Regions from separate parts of the Canis lupus genome. Here regions 2 and 3 are each linked to region 1. Evidence: chromatin contacts called from public Hi-C data. All regions are on one chromosome and are shown on one strand. The core of a region is the stretch at or near the end of the contact, and the rest is flanking DNA. Distances in the headings are between cores, read along the strand shown.

The links. A called contact is a pair of places that touch in the nucleus more often than the background predicts.
Region 2: a Hi-C map of blood shows a contact between it and region 1, with 3 times the contacts expected there. The contact joins the promoter of PABPC1 here to the promoter of ANKRD46 in region 1. A contact is called at or near these places in 3 of 9 Hi-C or Micro-C datasets (amygdala and blood).
Region 3: a Hi-C map of liver shows a contact between it and region 1, with 7 times the contacts expected there. The contact joins the enhancer-like site here to the promoter of ANKRD46 in region 1. A contact is called at or near these places in 5 of 9 Hi-C or Micro-C datasets (amygdala, blood, liver and 1 more).

Annotation. Positions count from the first base shown.
Region 1 is chr13:2,539,899-2,543,564 of UU_Cfam_GSD_1.0, reverse strand. It overlaps ANKRD46 (ankyrin repeat domain-containing protein 46), which reads left to right and starts at 1,686. Exons shown (of 5, transcript XM_038555201.1): 1 at 1,686-1,811.
Region 2 is chr13:2,705,754-2,709,759 of UU_Cfam_GSD_1.0, reverse strand. PABPC1 (polyadenylate-binding protein 1) reads left to right here and starts at 2,456. Exons shown (of 15, transcript XM_038555213.1): 1 at 2,456-3,303. The coding sequence starts at 3,111. It overlaps LOC119864992 (a long non-coding RNA gene), which reads right to left and starts at 1,783. Exons shown (of 4, transcript XR_005368438.1): 1 at 1,505-1,783.
Region 3 is chr13:2,789,708-2,793,204 of UU_Cfam_GSD_1.0, reverse strand. No RefSeq gene overlaps it. Among named protein-coding and RNA genes, the nearest start is that of PABPC1, 84 kb to the right of the region's middle. Within about 2 kb of position 1,799, at least 2 of the 20 cell types and tissues checked have an H3K27ac peak or open chromatin away from gene starts, as enhancers often do. A contact at or near this core is called in liver, where this site is marked.

The DNA of each region.
Region 1 (3,666 bases), core at 437-2,936:
GGACTTCCCAAGGCTCTCTTCTCTCTTGAGTAGCACTGGAGTGAATATAGATATTTTGGGGCTCTTGCTAAGCAGAAATGCAGTTGGGGATACTCTGTTTTGCATTTAATGGGATTGTCCATGTGGTTTATGGTCACATGCAGCATTAAGTTATTGTCAAAGTGGAGGAAAGGCTTCTCTGAACACTCCTAGTGACCAGAGTGATGTGCTATAGTCCCCACATGTGGTGCCGTGGAGGATTCACAGGACATGAATAGTGCGCATTTCACTCCCTTAATCTCACCTGAGAAAAAAAGCTGTCTGCACAGTCCCTGCATTTTTTCAGATCAAACAAAAGCATAACTCATAGAGGGGAAGAAATATATTTGAATAGAAGTAATAAATACGCTCTCAGATTGTTCAGTAAGCCAATTAATGAAGAGAAGTGCATCCTATGAACATATTGGGAAAAGGTTTAAATTCTTTGTAGATTTGACAAAATTTATGGGCATCAATGAAGATATTATAAACTCAACCCAAACCACAAGGAAGACATCCATGACAAATTGGTTAATAAATGTCATCCATTCAAATAGTAATTAATACTTACGATTAGTGACTGCACATGAAAATGTGAAATGCCCTGAAGTCATAATTTTTTTATTTTTGTTTTAAGATTTTATTTATTCATGAGAGACACAGAGAGAGAGAGAGAGGAGAGAGAGAGAGAGAGAGGCAGAGACATAGGCAGAGAGAGAAGCAGGCTCCATTCAGGGAGCCCAATGTGGGACTCCATCCCAGGACTCCAGGACCACACCCTGGGCCCAAGGCAGGCACTAAACCGCTGAGCCATCCAGGGATCCCCCATAATTTTTTAAAAAGTGGGCTCCATGCCCAATGTGGGGCTTTAACTCATGACCCTGAGGTCAAGAGTCAGATGCTCTATTGACTGAGCCACCCAGGCACCCCCTGAAATCATAATTCTTATATGAAAGAAATTTGAAAGAGATTCTCTCAAATTTGACAATGATCCTAAACATTTACATGACTTTACCAAGAACACACTGTTAGACTGAATAATAATAGCTCTTGAGTGGATGGACATGAGATCCCAGAAGGTGGCCTGGTTGGGCAAGTGGTGCTAGAATTCAGAGAAGGGATAATCACTTTGCAGAGGAAGTCTGTAGGAACAGAGCTGGGAAACTTAAATGTTGTATATGTATAAATGAACTTCCACCACCCTGCTATCCACCACATTTTCAGTGAGATTTGGCTGTATACATCTTGCATTTAGTCCAGGAATCCTAAAAAGTAGGATGTAAATATTCAAACAATTTTTGACACAAAAAAAGCGTCATATTTTTAGGATTATGGCAGTCAGTTGCTATTATGAATATATCCATCTGAGTTATTAGCCTTACCTAGAGGTCGGTGACTATGGATGCTTACAGCTTTTAATAAAAGTATCCTTGCTTTGAAGCCTTCATTTAGCTGAGGGGTTGGGATGTTAAATATTTAGAAAAAGGACGTGAATAGTGCAAAATGCTCCTGAACTCAGGCTGGAAAAACTTCTTCCTAGGCTGTCATTGTCTTCTGCCCACGCGCAGGCTCCGTCCTTTCCCGAATTCGAGCAGGCGCCTTCGGAGCGGAGCGTCCGGTTCTGGGGAAGCCGAGTCGCCGCGCGGGCCTCCCGCCTGCAGGGGGCGCACCGTCCGGCGCGGCGTGAGGCCGCTCTAGCCCCGGGGCAGCCCGGCCTGTCTCTATGGCCCGCCCCTCTCCTCCTCTCCACCTGCAGCCGCCGCCGCCGCCGCCGCCGCTCCGCGGGGTCGCAGGTACGTGGGCCGGGGCCCGTGGGCGGCCCCAGGGCCGAGCCAGCGACACCTCCCCGGAGAGCCCCGGGCCGGGGCCGGGGCCGGGGCCGGGGGCGGGCGCGAGGCTGCCCGGGTGCCCGGGTGCCCTCGCCCCTACGCGGCGGCCCTGAGGGAGCCCGAGCGGGCGTCGCGGGTCCGGCGGGCGGCCCGGGCTGTGCCGCTCGTGAGGGCCGGGGCGAGGCCGGCCAGGGCTCTCGTGCTGTCGCGGGGAGAGGCTGCGGGCGTCGCGGGCCCGGGGCGCGGCGGGAACGCGGCAGCAGGCGGCGGGCGAGAGGAGGGTGCGGAGGGTGCGCGGCTCGGCGTGTGGAGGCGGCGACGAGGCCGGGAGGCGGGTGTTTAGCCTCCGGGTTTCCGGTCCGTGCTCTGCCTGGAGGGAAAGGGACGCGTATTCTTTAAACTTGGCTGCTGACCGTAGGTAAAAGACGCACTGCTGCTAGTGCTGGTGCGCGGTGTTTAAGACGGTGAGGTGCTAGGGAGGAGCGCCCCGCTTCAGCACCGTAGGAGCGGTGGTACGGGAATGCCGGTCGTCCCCATCTCCGTGCTCACTAAGTGTCCGGCGTGGTGCTCCGTGTTGGAATACCTAATCCCTCTGATCAATCCTCGCAGCAGCCCCGTGAGGTACCGTTTCCATTTTACAGATGAGGAAACTGAGCCCGGAGAGTCTGAGCAAACTTGCCGAGGGTCGGGCAGCCAGCAGAGGGAGAGCTGGGTTGAGCCGAGCCTCCCCTGCCGTTCTCCAGCGTCCTTGCTTCTGTTCCCTGTCCAAGCATGTTCCAGAGGGATTTGCTTGCGTGTTTGTTTAATTTGATTCGTAGCCTGAACGGACTTCTCGCAGCCTTAATTTTCGTGGCTATCTGCAAAAGCCCTATCCCAACTCCTTTTTGGTTTTTAAGGAGTTTAATGAGAAAAATGTTTGCTCTTTGAAGATTGTAGTGGATAATAAGTTAAGCTTGGTCGAAGCCCTCACCGCTATCCATGCACTTTGATGTGAAATAGACGTGGGTTCATTTGGCTGTTTACAAGCTTCATTACTTTTCTTCATTACTTGTGCTTTGATACCGTTTTTAGTGAGTTCACTTTGCCTTTGCAATGTTAGGACAGTAGTGCTGAAGGAAAATGAAGATTTTTTGATGACCCTAAGTTAATACCTCCCTGGATATAGGAAGGATATTGGAGAGCCTGAAGATTTTTGGCATGTTGCTTAGAGCATATGGAGTCACTTACTAGGAAGGATAAAGAATTTCCACAGTTCCATGAACGTCAGAAGTGAAGTCCTATTTCCCTTAAGGAGGGAGATTGGATACTGTAGTCTCTCAAATCTCTTAGCCTTATCAGGATTTAAAAGTTTGCATATTCAGTATTCTTGTAGCAAATGTATATTGAGTGCCTTCCATGGCTGGACATTGTTCTACACACTGGGGATGGAAGCCTGAAAAAAACAAAACAAAACAAAACAAAAAAAACAAAAAACGTGTCTTTGTCTTCATGGAGCTTACTTTCCACTGGAGGAAGTGAGAGTGGGTACAATAAACAAAATAATTTGAGAAAATTAAAATATATCCAGTCAGAAGGTAACTGTTGCTAAGAAGAAAAATAAAGCAGCTGAGGGGGATAGGAAGAAGCAGGTGCAGTTTTAAAATAAGAAGCAGATACAATTTAAAAATGAGGAAGATTCTTGAACAAAACAAACACAACAACCATGGGGCTGCCTAGGGGAGGAGTATACCAGAGATTTCCAGCCTTACTGGAGGACCAGCAAGAAGGCGGGTGCATTTGAATGGAGTAAGGGAGGGCAGGATGGGGTCTGAGAGCTAAC
Region 2 (4,006 bases), core at 1,207-3,706, 170 kb before region 1:
TGCTTGTTCAAAATGGCTTTATAACAAGTCTTTGGAGAGTTATTTAATCCAGACTCTAGTGAAACCGGAGAGTGAGCCCTTTCTAATGAGTGAGGTACTCAAACCTAACCTAGACAAACTCCACTCTTGTTGAACTCTTGCTCTCTGACAAAATTTTTTAGACTCCAAGCAGACCATTTTTCTCATCTTTGTTATTTACAATTACGTTTTCATGAGGTCTACCACACTGTACTCTCATCTTCTACCAGAAATAATGTAAGAGCCTCTGGATAATCTTAGTAATTATGTATGGGTTTGGATAGTTTTAATCCTTGCTGTAGTCTAATGTTCACGTTATTGGAGGTGATCTCCCTTTACCTTCCTTTATTGAGTACACTTCTTCTTTGACCCGTTTTCTCATATTACCTGTTTTGGTCACTTAATAAAAATATTAAAACGAAGTCCTGTTTTCTTCCGAAGTACAATGATGGAATTTCCACCCTTTGTTTTTTACTTTTTAATTTATTTTTAAATATTTTATTTATTTATTCATGAGAGATGCAGAAAGAGAGAGAGAGAGAGAGGCAGAGACACAGGAGGAGGGAGAAGCAGGCTCCATGCCGGGAGCCGGACGTGGGACTCGATCCCGGGTCTCCAGGATCACGCCCTGGGCCGAAGGCAGGCGCTAAACCGCTGAGCCACCCAGGGATCCCCCACCCCTTGTTTTTTAAAGAAAATACAGAATCTAACAGAAAATTGTCACAGCCAGATAAAATGCTGGGATTGCATGTTGACTGCATTAATTTTTATGCTGGCACTTAGGATACCAGAGAGCTCATGATAAGCTTCGTGAGGACAGGGTTTTGTTTCCGTCACTTGTCTTTCCTACTTACACAGTACTCTCCACTTGGCAGGCGTTCAATAAATATATTGACGGATTGACTTTTAACCACAGAGTTCTAACAGAGTGAACGGTGATTTAACACTTCCTAATAGACACGTCTTCCTACTACACAATCCAAAGTTTTGCTCTTTTGCTTAATAAAGCACATGAGGCAGTATGTTTTTAAAAAATATTATCTTCCTACCAAGATGGGGGCGAAATAGCACTTATGTGGGATTCTGCTGGTTTAAATTCTAATTAAATGACAATAAAGCCCCCAGTCCACACCTGGTAAAGTATCTGGCATGCATTAAAGTTTATTGAATTAAAGAATGAATTGGGCAATCGTTTAGTTTGAGACTGTTCTCTTAACAGTAAGATAAAATTATTACTAAGTGCTCCACCACCCACACCAGATGCTGTAGGGAACAAATGATGCTTATGCAAGGGGTCTAAGAACTGTAAAGTAAAAAACTCTCAAGTGGGAGTTGACTTAATGGCATTCCTGTAGGGACACTGTAATGGAATTATATAACGGTGTTTTTTTGAGGACCATCGATTCATTAAATTCACCATTTCTATTAAAGTCCGCAACGAAATGTATGAGGTTGTTTCACACATTTGTCATAAACTGTTGCTGACCTTGCCTGCTTGCGGGTCTGGGCTGCTATTCCGACTGAGAGACTCATACTCCGAGGAAAAACAGCAGTTTTTCTTGAGTCCTGTTTTCTGCCGCAAAGAAATCTCAAAGTAGAAATAGCAGAACCAAAGATTCCCACCTCGCAGCTTAAGTTCATAGAGATCACGACACTTTAAAAAGGGAGGCGGACAAAGACCCCGAAACCGCTTTCCCAAATTAAAGCCCCTCTGAGCAAAGGACAGCGCGCGGTGGAGGCCGAGGGCCCCGCCCCCGCCGGAGGCCACGGGCCGCCCGGGTCCGGCGCCGGACGGTTGCGGGTCCCCGAGCGGGCGGCCGCGACCCGCGGCCGGTTGGGGGCAGCGAGCGCCGCGGCCGTTGGGGACTCCAGCTCCCGGCAGGCACCGCTTCTGCGGCCGACGCGCGTGGCGGCGCTGCCCGCTGGGACTCGTAGTGCGGTCCCGGTAGGAGAAAGGGGGGCCAGCCCCGGCCTCTTTTCACGCGCGTCTCGGAAACTGGGCCCGGAAGGGGCCACGCCGGCCCCCCTGTGCCCGGCGTCCCTCCGGGGCCGGGGCGAGTCGGAGCAGGGCGGGCCGAGGCGGGAGGAGGCCCGGACAGCCGCGCACGTGCGGGGTGGTTAGCGCCGAGGAACCCGGAAGCCCCGCGCACCGCCCACCGCCGCGGTGACGGGTTAACGCTCCCTCGGGGTGGAGGCGGGGGCGGGGGCGGGGGCGGGGGCGGCGGCGGCAGGAGAGGCCGGCCCACCCGGCTCCCTCCCCCGCGGGCGTGCGCACCGCGGGCCCCGCCCCCGGCCGCGGCGCGTGCGCAGGAGCTCCGCCCCGCCCCACCCCCACACGCACGGCCGCCGCCGCCGCCGCCGCCACCTCTCCCTTCCTCTCTGCTCTTTCCTCCTCCTGTTCTCTCTTCCCTCCTCCCCCTCGCCTCCTTTTCCCCTCCTCCTCCGGCGCTGACGCTCGCGTAGGGCCCTGGCGTCAGACGCGCGGGGGCGGGGCGAGTGCGGCGGGGGGTATAAGTAGAGGGTGCAGGAGGCGGTGCTTCCCCTTCTCCCCGGCGGTTAGTGCTGAGAGTGCGGAGTGTGTGCTCCGGGCTCGGAACACACATTTATTATTAAAAAAATCCAAAAAAAATCTAAAAAAGCCTTTTAAAAAACCCAAAAAAAATTTACAAAAAATCCGCGTCTCCTCCGCCGGAGACTTTTATTTTTTTTTCTTCCTCTTTTGTAAAATAACCCGGTGAAGCAGCCGAGACCGACCCGCCCGCCCGCCCGCGGCCCCGCAGCAGCTCCAAGAAGGAACCAAGAGACCGAGGCCTTCCCGCTGCCCGGACCCGACACCGCCACCCTCGCTTCCCAGCCGGCAGCCAGCAGCCAGCAGCCAGCAGCCAGCAGCCAGCAGCCAGCACTCCGCAGCCGGCGGCAGCCGATCGACCCCGTTCTGCGGCCGTTGAGTAGTTTTCGATTCCGGTTGATTTTTGTCCCTCTGCGCTTGCCCCCGCTCCCCTCCCCCCGGCTCCGGCCCCCGGCCCCAGCACTCGCTCTCCTCCTCTCACGGAAAGGTCGCGGCCTGTGGCCCTGCGGGCAGCCGTGCCGAGATGAACCCCAGCGCCCCCAGCTACCCCATGGCCTCGCTCTACGTGGGGGACCTACACCCCGACGTGACCGAGGCGATGCTCTACGAGAAGTTCAGCCCGGCCGGGCCCATCCTCTCCATCCGGGTCTGCAGGGACATGATCACCCGCCGCTCCTTGGGCTACGCGTATGTGAACTTCCAGCAGCCGGCGGACGGTGAGAGCCGGGCCCGGCGGGCGGGCGGGCGGGCGGGCGGCCATGAGGCGCAGGCGGCGGCGGGCGGGCTAGGCCGGCGGGCCCGGGGGAGGGGGCGGAGGGCATGTCACCCCCCCGAGGGCCGGCGCGGAGAGGCTCGGGCGCCGGGACCCCGGCGCCCGGGAGCCGGCAGCCGCACGCCTGGCTACTTCCTCCTTTGCGACCATTTTCTCGGCCTCTGCCGCTCTCAAACTTTAGGGTGATGACGCGCCGGGAGGGTGGGTGAGATTGGCTTCTTCCACCGCGCTCCCGCCAGTAGACGCGGGGCTCTGGGGCGTCGGCAGCCGAGCCCCCTTCTCCGGGCTTCGGCGGAGGCTCGCCCCACCACCCGGGGCTCTCGCCGGCGCCCCAGGACCCAGAGGAAGTGCGTCTCGGTGCTCGAAAAACACCACGTGTTGAACCCTGTAACCTCACAGGCCCGAGGCCTGCTTCTGCTCCTGGCCCAATCGCCTGGGGGAGCCACAGCGCCTTAGAATAAAGTTAATTTGGTGATGTTGCGGTCCTCGGGTTTCTGATTCCATTCTTAAGAACTTGTCAGTAACCCATGGCCCTAGAAATGTGAATTGCCAATGAGACGCGCATTTGAGGTTTTCCCCGAGTTCAGGCATTTCTCACTCTCCTGTGGTAAACAGCAGGGTAGTGGGAGCAGAGGATGTGGAGGATC
Region 3 (3,497 bases), core at 550-3,049, 250 kb before region 1:
GGTGGGCTAGAATTATCAAGTACTATTTCTGGTTAAAAGAGAATTAGCAGCTGTTTGCTATAAGCTCATTTCAGTGGTTTTCTCATGCAGCCAGATGTTTCCCTGGCTTCTAAAAGCAGGCCTTGCAATTTAAGTGTGTGGTCACCAGGTGGTGGAAGCGTGCCATGACCATGGAGACTAAAAAGTCCTTGGGAGAAGCTGAGCTCACCTGTATCAAATCACCTTAAAACCAGGGAGAGCTCGGACTTCCTTTCCTCTCAGCCATTTCCAGGCTGAAGTTTACCAAAAGATCTTTTGCCTTTCTGACAGTTCTTTGCTAAAACGTCTGTGTTGTAACCCAAGGCACTCTTGCTGAAAAATGTCATCTTCTGTCCACCTCTGGGAAAGTGAAGGATTCCGGCACTTGGTCAAAACCCCAGAACTCTCCTTTTTTAATCAGCTCATTCTCGTCTTCAGCCAATTTATATTTTCCTCTCCTCCTCTTTTTTAAGGGGAGGCCTTACCCTCTCATTACATTCTGAGGAAGGAATGCATCTTCTCTGCTTGTGGTAAGCTTGAAGGCTTATTTGTAGGCACAGGCAAGAGACTGGGAGCAACCTGTCCAGGCAGGAGCCGTGGGCGCCCCCAGGGTGGTGCTGGGGGCAGGACAGCCCTGACATTTCCCTTAGCTGCCACTGCTCTAGCTGACAAGTTGACCAGAACTTCCTTTTGGAAACTTTTTCTTACTGGAATGACTGTCGTGGTTCTCCACATCCCGACTGATTTCCCTTCCCCTCCAAGTACAGGAGATTCTCATTATCCCTGGCAGTTATGCTCCATACGCAGCCACAAACCTAGAACCGTTGCACTGGGGAAAGACAAGTGTAGGTTTCTTCCAGCGTCTGGTCACAGAATTTTCATCATCTCGCTGATAAATAGCCTTGTTTTATGTATATTTCTGTTTAAAAATACTTGATTGGGGCACCTGGATGGCTCAGTCAGTTAAGCATCTGCCTTTGGCTCAGGTCATGATCCCAGGGTCCTGGGATCCAGCCCCACATCGGGCTCCCTGTTCCGTGGGGAGCCTGCTTCTCTCTCTGCCTCTGCCTGCTGCTCCCCGTACTTGTGCTCTCTCTCTGTCAAATAAATAAAAAATATCTTTAAAAGATTTTATTTATTAATTCATGAGAGACACACAGAGAGAGAGAGAGAGAGAGAGAAAGAGAGAGAGAGAGAGGCAGAGACACAGGCCGAGGGAGAAGCAGGCTCCATGCAGGGAGCCCAAAGTGGGACTTGATCCCGGGATCCTGGGACCAGGCCCTGAGCCAAAGGCAGACACTCAACTGCTGAGCCACCCAGGTGTCCCAAATAAATAAAACCTTAAAAAATAAAAACATCTTATTTAAGATACTGATTTATATATAACCTATTATTTTTATATACTAATTCGTATTATATTTAATTTATTGGTTAGCATTGAACTCAGGGCCAACAGGACTTTACCTCGTGCCTGAATGAAGCTTATCTAACATAAGTGTTTTCTCCAAAGGCACATGGCAATCTTCCTGTGCTTGGTATCACTAGACACTACTTCAGCACTGTATTTGAGCACCATTGAAGCAGCAAAACCACCAACAAAAAGCACAAAAATGTGGAAAAAGTGGCACCAAATAGACTACAGAAAGGGTGCTTGTTGACAACATGAGAACAGCAACAAAAAAGCAGGCAATTGCCTGGGGTGACCTCAGCCGGGGAGCACGGACGTCAGATGACTCAACGGCTCTCTTATCTGCACCGTGTTTGGGGATGACCCCGCGGTGCCACAGGTATTGATCTGGAGTCACAAATAGTTAGTAGGCAAATCTGCAGGTGCAGAATTGGTGAGTACTGAGGACCAACCACACAAACAGATCCACAGCTCGGATCCTGGCTCCCTGCATGCAACAGCTCTCCTGCCACCACACCAGCAGCCCTCATCTCTGCACAGAGAACTTCAAAACGAGCATTTAAAGCCCTGACCTCTCTCTAGACCAACAGTTCTCAAAGTACCATTCCGGGATCCCTAGGGGGAGAGAGAAGATCCTCCCTTTTTACAACTAAATATCTGTATGAATCTGGATTTTCATCCTATACTGCAGCTAACACAATTTGTCTCAATTAAATGTAGAAGCAGATCTGAGAAGCCAGAGGTCTTCTATTAAGCTGGACATTAGAGAGATTTGCAAAAATATAAAACAATCACTAATTTCATCCTTTTCTTGGTTAGGAAAATATGGTAACATTATTTATATTAATGTGTAATGGGTTATTGTTACTTGTAAACAAATCACTAAATATTTTCTTTCTTTTCTTTTTTCTTTTTTTACTAAATATTTTCTATGTCTCAGTTCTAATTTCTTTTTTTTTTTTAAGATTTTATTTATTTATTCATGAGAGACACAGAGAGAGAGGCAGAGGCACAGGCAGAGGGAGATGCATGCTCCCTGCTAAGAGCCCAATGCTGGACTCGAGCCCAGGACCCTGGGATCATGCCCTGAGCCAAAGGCAGATGCTCAACCACTGAGACACCCAGGCATCTCTCAGTTCTAATTTCTAATACAATAAACATTGATAGATAAAACCCACTTACTCAAAAGCTCTTCTGGTCCTCAATATTTTTAAGAGTGTGAAAGACATCTGAGGCCAAAAGTTTGAGAGCCACTCCTCTGGACTTATACTCACTTTTTCAATAGTGTGCCCGATATTTATATTTGGACATCCTATCAGCACCTTAACTCGTCTTGCCTGAGAACATCTTCCTCAGTCCCACTCACCTTCAAGGTAGTCCCTCCTGATGTCTCAATTCCTGGCATCATCATCCTGTCAGCCATCTGGGCTCAAAACCCCATTCCTCTCTACCTCCTTCCCTCCGAACGTTCCCTACAGTTCTCACTCAGGAGCGTCTGCAGAGTCCATGTCTTCCTGTCCATCCCCCACCAGCAATCCTTTATGTACAGAATCAACACCAGGCGTTTTTTTTTTTTTTTTAAGATTTTATTTATTTATTTGAGAGAGAGAGAGAAAGAAAGTGGGGCGGGCTAGAAAGAGAGGAAGAGAGAATATCAAGCAGACTCTGCACTGAGTGTGGACCCCAATGTGGGGCTTGATCTCACGACCCTGAGATCATGACCTGAGCTGAAACCAAGAGTCAGACAACTGACTGAGCCACCCAGGTGCCCCTGGTCCAGACTTTTCTATCTGAATGCCAGTGAACCCTTGCAGCAGGGTCCCGCTGTTCCTCTGACCAGACTTGAGGAGAGACAGCAAAGATGGCGGTGAGGAGGTTGTGGGAGGGGGGACTGTTGCATTCACAAGCCAAATAGTTTGACAATGGTTTCAGTTCTGCCAGGACAGACCTTTGCAGGTGTAGCAAGTAGGACTGTCTATTCACAAACTTCTGCAACTACAGGATTCACCCTCTCCTCTTCCTTCTCCCTGGGATTAGTTCTAAACCTCAGGGCTTGTGCAATAGCGTGATG